2 separate regions of the Mus musculus genome follow, and region 1 is linked to region 2. The links are chromatin contacts, called in public promoter capture Hi-C maps. All regions are on one chromosome and are shown on one strand. Each heading gives the region's core, a stretch centred on a gene start, on an enhancer-like site or on the middle of the called end of the contact. The rest is flanking DNA. Distances are from core to core; before and after follow the strand shown.

What was found. Promoter capture Hi-C pulls out the DNA fragments that hold promoters and counts their contacts.
Region 1: a promoter capture Hi-C map of the HPC-7 cell line shows a contact between it and region 2. The contact joins the enhancer-like site here to the promoter of Tep1 in region 2. A contact is called at or near these places in 10 of 39 promoter capture datasets (the C10 cell line, the HPC-7 cell line, HPC-7-derived erythroid cells and 7 more), 1 of 484 Hi-C or Micro-C datasets (embryonic stem cells) and 2 of 9 other capture datasets (adipose tissue and liver).

Annotation. Positions count from the first base shown.
Region 1 is chr14:50,978,242-50,982,926 of GRCm38.p6, forward strand. It overlaps the pseudogene Gm8518. Among named protein-coding and RNA genes, the nearest start is that of Pnp2, 24 kb to the left of the region's middle. Within about 2 kb of position 3,205, at least 53 of the 459 cell types and tissues checked have an H3K27ac peak or open chromatin away from gene starts, as enhancers often do. A contact at or near this core is called in the HPC-7 cell line, adipose tissue, neural stem cells and 1 more, where this site is marked.
Region 2 is chr14:50,868,118-50,872,923 of GRCm38.p6, forward strand. It overlaps Tep1 (telomerase associated protein 1), which reads right to left and starts at 2,437. Exons shown (of 55, transcript NM_009351.2): 1 at 2,296-2,437; 2 at 1-468. The coding sequence starts at 444. Gm26782 (a long non-coding RNA gene) reads left to right here and starts at 2,179. Exons shown (of 3, transcript XR_874615.2): 1 at 2,179-2,439.

The DNA.
Region 1 (4,685 bases), core at 1,955-4,454, 110 kb after region 2:
TACAGATCCCAGCTTTGAGCCACTCGGGGTGGTGGGCACCCTTGGGCGATGAACAGGTCACACCAACAGAAACTGAGACTCAGTAGGTTGGCTCAGTTCTCAAGACCCAGAAGTACTGGCCAGCCTAACCCCCTCCCTGCCTGAGACCATCTTCCCACAGGATGTGTGTGCTGAACAGATCAGATGGGACACGGAGAACTTGTCAGTCAGAGTTACAAGCCTCTTGTCCGGTGGTGGCGTCCACTGCAGAGGCCAGGCTGTCCTCTTGGCCTTTTAGCCGCTCACAGATCAGCTCTGCAATGGTTCTCTGGGTCCGCTTTTCTAGCTTCTCTAGCTTCTTGGCCACATCTCTCTTGAGATCCCAATCAGGTTTCCGGGGTGCCAAGTTGGCCAGGTCCACTTCCTCAATGACAGGCTCTGGCTTGGCTGCCTCCAGCTGCTCCTTCACCTTCTCCTCCACTGCCACTGGTTTGGCCTGGGGGACCCGCCTCCTCTTCAGGTCTTCATCCTCTGGGACATAGTTCCTGAGCCTGAGTCCCCTGTGCTTCCCAACTTCCTCTCCCTCTTCTCTGAGCTGCTTGGTCTGTGGCTCCCCATCTTCCCTGTCCTTGCGCCCGGTTTTCTCCCGGAGGGCCTTCAGCCGTTCTTTCCGCCTCTTCCTCTAGGCGGCCCACACCGGCAGGAGCAGCCGCCATCTTTTCGGAGGCCCCCCACCTCCCCCACCAATGTGTTTTAAACTTGCTTTGATTTAAGGCTTTCTTTGATCTGTGAAACTATAAAACTTCATGAAACTGTTTCCACATTGGAACATGGAATTTGGGGGTGACATAAATCATTGTGTCCAGGCTACAATGACTTAAAGTAGCTGTGCCATAACTATCTGCTGTTCATTTTAAGATGAGACCTCTGGGTTTTGCCATTCTCTCTGCCTCCTTTCCACCCTGGCTAGGGCCCAGGAGAAATCGGTGATGGTAGGCAGTAGGAACTTAGAGGAGAAGGTTGCCCAGGGCTCACATCCTGAGACTTACGAGCCTCTGCCAGCATTTACTGTGTGGAGGTGCGGGAACAGGTTTCTTTTCTCTACCAATGAAATAATTAAAAGGCAAACCAAGTCTGAAAGTCAACAAGAGACAAAGTTTGTTCATTCACTTTTTTAGAGTCTAAAAGAAAAACATCCCAAGCTGTAGATCTCAGTAGCTGCCCAGAGGAAAAGTGAGAATAAAACAGAAAAAGCCATTTGAGTTAAGCTGGTTTGGAGGTTAGCCACATGGCAGCAGGCAGCTTCATAGACTGAGCAAGGAAAATCAAATGCCTGGGGAAAAGCATATTTGGTAAAAACACAACTCAACAACAACACACCAAAAACCAGTAAAAAGGAAAAGTTGGAACATTCTGAGTTAGGACTAGGCCAAACCTCACCAAGACATGAAAGGAGACCCAGACTCCCTCCCTCCCTTCTAGCTCCTGCAGTTAAACTTCAGTGCTGGGCTGGCTGGCTGGCCTCCAGTCTCAACCAACCCCTTCACTGCTCACTGTCCTCTTGGTTGCCCTGGGTGCCTTGTTTTGGCAGCCTTGCCCTTGTTTTCTAAGCACCTCTCTCAACCCTCCACTCCCAGATGACCTTCCTGAATGTCCTACAAGGAAGGGAGTGCCTTAGACTGTTTACATTTCAACAACCCCCTCACTGCTTTCACCCCCACCCCAAGGTATTGTCCCCAGTTCCATTATGTAGCTCTGGATGGCCTGGAACTCACAGAGGTCCATGTGTCTCTACCCTCCTGAGTGCTGGGATTAAAAGCAAGGGGTGTTAACCCCAAAGATTCAAGGAGAAAAATCACCCACCCAAATCATCATGGGCAAATTAATCAAAACAAGCTTCTCAATTCACGTATACTGGCTGCCTCTCCCTAAGTTGGGGTTTAAGAGGTCAACACTGGACATGGGCAAGATAAGGGTTTTTATAGTTCAGTTATAGGGGATTTCTAAATGGGGGATTTGGCGGGCTAATGGGCAGGGTTACAGGAACAGCATAACAAGTGGTCATAACAATGTGGTCATACGAAGGTGGTCATAACAACCTTTTGAAAGAAAGACATGGTTGGCACTTCCTGGAGCAGGCAGTACAGAACCATTTGTAGTTAAGGTTACAGGTGAGGCATATCCCAGCCCTTGGGAAACAGATTTAATCACAAACAGGAATGAACCTGTTTACTATACGATGGCTTTTAACCCTAAGATGGAGGTAGGCTGGTTCATAACTGTCATCGCACCTGGCCCACATTGATTTTCTGGGAATGTTGGAAGGTGCATTAAGAAAGGAAGGAGATGCTACTGAAGAGTAGATACACTCTACAGAAAAGAACTTGAAGGGGCTGAAGAAGAGCTGGCCATTCTTCCAGAGGACCTAGTCTCATTTCCCAGCATCCACATGGCAGCTCACAGTCTCCAGTCCCAGTATTTTGACCTGTATAGGTAAAACTCCTATGCCTATAAACATTTTTTTTAAATAATAATTTAAAAAGTTATTGAATAACTTTCTGACGTGTTGCCGGGCATGGTGGCGCACGCCTTTAATCCCAGCACTCGGGAGGCAGAGGCAGGCGGATTTCTGAGTTCGAGGCCAGCCTGGTCTACAGAGTGAGTTCCAGGACAGCCAGAGCTATACAGAGAAACCCTGTCTCAAAAAACAAACAAACAAACAAACAAACAAACAAACAAACAAAAAAAAACCTTTCCGATGTGTTGACTCAGGGACTAGAGAATTCCCAATTAGGCTTTATGGAGAAGCTTTTTACCTGTGATGTATAAAATATATCATTTCAGATCAAGTCATCCAAAACATTGGGGTTGGGTTGATACACACAGCGGGATGTCAAGGTCACTGACTTGCTACAATAAGTACATATTCATAGACCTCCATTCCTTTCCACCTGCTTCAGGGTGAGATCCAAGAGCTGCATCTGTAGGAGTGAGGACTGTGGCAGGTTCCAGAGAAACCTGCAAGAGCAACCTTGTAGTTAACCAACTGAGAAATTCTCAACTTCAATCCAGCATTTCAGTAAGGCTGACCTCAGGAGATAGAGGCTCTGAGTGACTCAGATGATAGGAGGGGGCAGGAACCTCACAGGAGCAAGAGAGGTTTGTGGGTAGAATCCATGTACTAAGAGGTGCACTCAGGGGTAACAGAAGCCGTTTGTTCTGGTAGAGCAGTTTAAAGGGCTGTTTTGCGTGGGCAGTAGTTTAGGCAGGAAGTGTCTGGGGGAGGTTCAAGGAACTATTGATTCCCATTGAGAAATGTGGTTTGTAAGTGGCCTATTTTATTAAAGCCCAGAAGCAAGGGTATAATGAGGAGCATCAGACAGACAGAAGAATAGGTCTTTGATGTCACGTTCTATATAAAAATATTATACGGTTAGGTTACCAAGGCAACATATATGAATGTAGAACCATTTAAAATATAACAACAGAAAGAACCCATTCTCCCAGCCAAATATACACTCTTACTATATATATAGGTGGGCTTATGGTAGATGTTGTGTAGTTGGAGAACAATGCTTCACACATATGTCATTGACAAATATATATTGTCCTTATCTTAGGCTTTGTAAATGACTCCTGAGTGGCTTGTTGACCAGGAGCCCTGGAAGTGCATAGACTTCTCAAGGAAAGGGCTCGTTTTGTAGATTTTTATCAAATGCCTCGACAATCATCCTTGCCTGACCAGAGCACGTAGCAGTTTAATGAAGAGAACACATGTTGCTCCAGCCTGAAATTACTCCTGTGATGACTCTTTGTGTGGGGGTGGGGTGGGGATATGACTTGTAAATGGAGGAGTATTTATATCTTGACCTGAGTGAAGGTTGTGGTTTTTTGTTTGTTCGGTTGTCGTTGCTTTGCTTCTGCTTTTAGTTTTTGCTACAAGGCTGGCTTCACCCACAGAAAACAGCCTGCCTCTGCCTCCTGAGTACTGAGACACTAAAGATGTGCACCACCATACCAAGCTTGTTTTGGGGGGTGGGAGGGAAGTTGAGACAGGGTTTCTCTGTATAGCCCTGGCTGTCCTGGAACTCACTCTGTAGATCAGGCTGACCAAGAACTCACAGAGATCCCCCCCCCCCCCCAGTGCTAAGATTAAAGGCATGTGCCACTGCCACTGGATAGATATTATCTTTTATTTTACCTGACTGGTTGATTCCTCCCCGAGGAAGAGGCAGAGACTTCTTTACTATTAGTAACTCTCCCCTCACTGTATTTAACATTATGGCAGCCAGTGAGTCTATTTGGCCCTGGAGGGTGAGGACAACCTGAGCTACCCGCTGGAGATTCTGGATAAACCGAGAGGCAAACTGATAATTGATGGTTAGAGAAACAGTCAGTCACCCTTGTATGTTAGGAGGTGGGATAGGTGCCGAAGACAGTAGTGGATGACCTGAAGGTTAACCATTCTGATTTTCATATAAGAAGTTTGGCTGTAAGCTGGGCAGTGGTGGCACACACCTTTAATCCCAGTACTTGGGAGGCAGAGGCAGGCGGATTTCTGAGTTGGAGGCCAGCCTGGTCTACAGAGTGAGTTCCAGGACAGCCAGGGCTACACAGAGAAATCCTGTCTCAAAAAACCAAAAAAAAAAAAAAAAAAAAGTCTGGCTGTAACCAGAACATTTAGATGAGTCCCCATCTTTGGATAG
Region 2 (4,806 bases), core at 1,187-3,686:
GTTGCTAGTTTTCAGGCTATGCAGATCAGCTTGTGCCGTATGAGATATGTGAAGACCCTGGAGCAAGGGGCTGGTCAATGCAGTGCTCTTTACAGTGGGGAGAGTAGCTAGACATTGGTTTTCCAAAGAAAGGACGTCTGGATGACTAGACATATGTCCACATAGCTTCTCCAGAGGCTGGAGGTCAGGGAGCATGGTCAGGCACCGATTCTCCAAGGAGAGGATGTCTGGGTGGACAGATATATGCCCATCTATTCTCTCCGTGGGCTGGAGGTCAGAGAGCATGGTCAGACACTGGTTCTCCAAGGAAAGGATGTCTGAGTGGACAGATCTATGTCCATGTATTTTCTCCAGGGGCTGGAGGTCAGGGAGCATGGTCAGGCACCGGTTCTTCAAGGAGAGGATGTCTGAATGGCCAGGCACATGCCCACAGAGCTTCTCCATAGCTGAAGAACAATCAACATATGCCTAGAAGAAAAAAAACAGGTAATGAGATGCACTAGAAACATATCAACTCCATACTCATCTGTTTGTGCCAGTGATAGGCAACAAACAAATATTTCTACTTCTTAAAATTATGTTATTGTTATTATTATTATCGTGTGTGTGTGTGTGTGTGTGTGTGTGTGTGTGTGTGTGTGTGTGTGTATTGAGAGAGGGAGAGGGGAAGACAGGTGTGTCTATAAGTTTGGCCATGCGTGTCACAGCATGTGTGAGGCTGGAGGACAATCCTTGGGAGTTGGTTCTCTCCCCCTACAGTGGGATGTGGGGATTGAACTCCAGTGGTCGGTATTGCAGTGTTGTACAGCCATCACTTTTAACCATCTTGCTGCCCCCCCCCCTTTTAGATTTATCCAGGCGTAATTCTAAGGGGACAGGGGGGAAAAGGGAAAGCAAAAGCTTAGAGAGAAGCCTGGCATGGCATAGCGGTGACCTGTCTAGAATCACAGCTGAAAAGGAGACCATAAGAACATGGAGGCCAGCCTGGGCTACATAGCAAATTCCAGGTCCACGTGAGCACTGACACTCTCTTTCTCAAAAGAAAATGTGTCTTGCTATTCCTCTCATGTCCCTGTACTACAAGGAAAAAAAAAAAGTAGTGAGGGCTGGGCTGGCATACACCTGCACTCCCAGCACTTGAGGCCGAGGCAGAAGGGTTAGGAGTTCAAAGGTCATCCTTGGCTACATAGCAAGTTAAAAGATCAAAATCACCCTGGAATATAGGAGACTTTGTCCAAAAAAAAAAAAAAAAAAAAGGTGGGAAGCTAGAAAGATAGGTCAGTTGATAAAACATCTAGATGACAGTAAGGCTCAGTAGTCTATGACTGTAATCCCAACACTGAAAGGCAGGCAGATTCTTACATCAAGCTGGCCAGCCAGCCTACCAAAAGTAACTCGAGAAGCAATAGAATAAGACACCTGGTGTGGAGTTCTAGTCTCCACATACCCGTATATATATCCGCATATGCACATACTCTTGCACACACAAACAAACACATACACACATATACACACCCAACGAGTAATAAGGAATTTCAGAATTAATCCAATATGTATGTATGTATGTATGTATGTATGTATGTATGTATGTATTGAAACAAGGTCTCACTAAAAAGGTCTGACTGACCTGGAACTACTATACAGATTCCAACTCACAGAGAGCCACCTGCCTCTGCCTCCCCAGTGCTAGGATTAAGACATACACAGCCACATCTGGCATAATCCAAGAGTGAAAAACAAGTTCTCAATTAAAATTTTAAGTTAACAGAGAAATAAAGACATGTAATTTTTTTCCTCTCTGGAGTTTATAGAGATTCTGATTAACTTCTGAAAGCTTAAAAGTTCTTCCCCAAGTTCCAGAGATAACTGGTATTGATAGTTTTATACTGACATTCTGTGTATACACTAGTTTGTATGTATACCTGCCTCCACTCCTACCCCGGTCCCTTTTCTTTGGCCTTGCACCTGAAGCCATACTTCAGACGCTATTCTTTTCTTAGGAAGTCGTGGAGGCCTACCGCGTTGGCACCTTAGTGTCCATTACTGTTAAACGTGTCAGTCTAGTGAGTTTCTGTTGCCAAAAGTGATCACAACACTCTTCATTTGTTACAGTCACTCCCTCCTAGGATTCTTTAAGGCAAAAGGAACCCATTCTCTCTGAGCATCTATCCCTCCGCCCCACTAAGGCCACCCCACCTCCCTGCCAGCCGCCCGGAAGGACTAAGCGGCTGCACCACGCTCGCCCAGAGGTCCTTCCGGGAGTCCAGCTGACACAGGTCTCGGCCAGGGCTCTACCTGCGCTCAGGATTGGAAAAGCTGTGCGCAATGAGAGGCGCGTTGGTTCTCCGCAACGGGGAGCAGAAACCGGCCTGGGTCAGCCAGTGGACTGGTTGGAAGCAGAGAACTGAAAGAAAACCAACACCCTAGTGAGGCCAAGGGGTGAGGCTGGGCGAGGGAGGGGCGGGGCTGGGGGCAGGGCGGGGCTGAGGGCGGGGCTGCCGCGTGTAGGATATCGCAAATGCCGGGATTATAGGGTTGTGCTAACCACACCCGGTTTGATTTGCACAGTTTAGGGATTTATACTTCCGGCTAGGCCAACTTTACCAACCGAGTTGTATTTCCACCCAATACAATCATGCTCTGATGCTATTATGTATCCTGAAAATACCCCAGAGGCTTATGTGCTAAAATCATGCCAGCCTTGGGCAGCTGTTGGGAGGTGGTGAAACGTTTAGAAAGAAAGATCGCTGAGAGTGTGCCCTTGGCTGACCTTTGAAAGTCAGGCCCCTTCTCTCCCTTTTGCTTCCTTTCATCCACCATGAAAGTAAACAGTTTCGTCTGTCGCCACCCCACTCAATCCCACTCCACCCCATCCGTGAACTGCTTTGCCACAGGCCAAAGCAAGAGGGTCAAGAGATCCTTGACTGAAAACCTCTGAAAATATGATTCAGAATGGTGGCACACACATGTAATCCTAGTACTTAGAAGGCTCTGGCAGGAAGATCAAAGAGTTAACTCTACTCATGCTATTTGAGTTCATTATGTTATCTTTTTGTTACTGCGACAAACTACCTGAGATAATAAACCAAACCCTTTTGATTGTTTCTTTCTTTTTCAGACAGGGTCTCTCTATGTAACCCTGGATGTCCTGGAACTCACTGTTTAGACCAGGCTGGCTTCTGACTCACAGAGATCCGCCTGCCCCTGCCTCCCATCTCCTGGGATTTAAAGGCATACCCCACCACCAACCACCACGCCCAGCAACAAATTTTTTTAAATTTTGATTTTGGGGATTTGGGCTTTTATTTTTAGACAAGGTCTATCTATATAACCCCAGCTGGCCTGCAGCTCACTATGTAGACCAGGCTGCCCTCTAATGGCTCAGAAATGAAGAGAATCTGTTTTTGCAGAAGGCCTAGGTTCAGTACCCAGCACCCACATCATGCCTCACAACCATTGGTAACTCTAATTACCCATGGTGACCTCTTCTAAACTCCAAGAGCACTTGGCATGAAGGTGGTGCACAGACATACATAGAGGCAAAACTCATAAATACAAAGTGGAGTGTGTGGGTGGAGGTCTGTTTTGTATGTAAATTACTACTAGCCAGGTAATATACCCTTATAATTCCAGAGATTTTAAAGGCTGAAGCAGAAGGATCTCAAGTTCAAGCCAGATTCCTTAGGGAGCATTTGCCTCCATAAAATAAGTAAGTGAGTAAATAAATAAATATAAAAATGAAAAACCCCTAAAGATAAATAGTAATTTTAATAGATTTTGTTGTAGTTCCGAGACAGGATTTCTCTGTGTAGCCCTGGCTATCCTGGAACTCAGTCTGTAGACGAGGCTGGCCTTTAACTCAGAGATCTGCCTGCCTCTGCTTCCTGGGTGCTAGGATTAAAATGCATGCCACCATCTCATAGCCCCATGGATTTTTAATGTGCATGAATGACTGGCAGAATCATTCAAAGTTGTAAGCACAAGAATGCCCCTCACTGTAGAAGTGCTCTGCACAGTTACTAAGGGTCTAGCACTCTTAAGTCCCACCTACTAAATATTAAATGCTAAAAATTATCCTAATTGTGAGAAATAAATGTGTGTGTGGGGGGGAGAGAGAGAGAGAGTTCTAAAACCATCCCTAGAACGCAATACCATCCATATTAATAGCCATCAGTCTTAATTGACATCTCTCTATAGGGAAAGGGATGATGAGTCTACGATTCTTACCACAAGACTGAAAATCTAAAACCCAGGGCTATTCAAAGTTGCTAGCATGAGATGTTCTTTTTTGCTTTCTATTGCTGTGGTTTTAAAAAAAAATGAACAAACTGACAAAACAACTTGGGGAAGAAAAGGTTTATTTCTTCTACAGGTCTACCATCACCGTGGGAAGCCAAATTAGAGGACACATTAGAGGAATGCTGCTTACTGGCTGGCTTTCTGCTTCTGCTCATCTTGCCTGTACAGCCTAGGCCTGAATGCCATGGTGGTACTGCCATAGTGTCCTTGGCCCTCCTCACCAATTAATAGTAACAGTTATTAGTAGTATTATAATGAACGCCCCATAAACATGCCCATAAGCCAATTTGATGGAGGCAATTTCTTATTTGAGGTTTCCTTTCTTCCACATGTGTCAGGTTGACAAGCAAGAATACTCATCACGCCAGGCGTGGTGGCGCATGCCTTTAATCCCAGCACTCGGGAGGCAGAGTTAACTAAATAATTAGTTAATGCCAAGTAATTTTAGTAACTTTTTTGTACAAGCTTGAAGCAAAGGCATCTTCCGTGTCACAGCCATTGAAACTG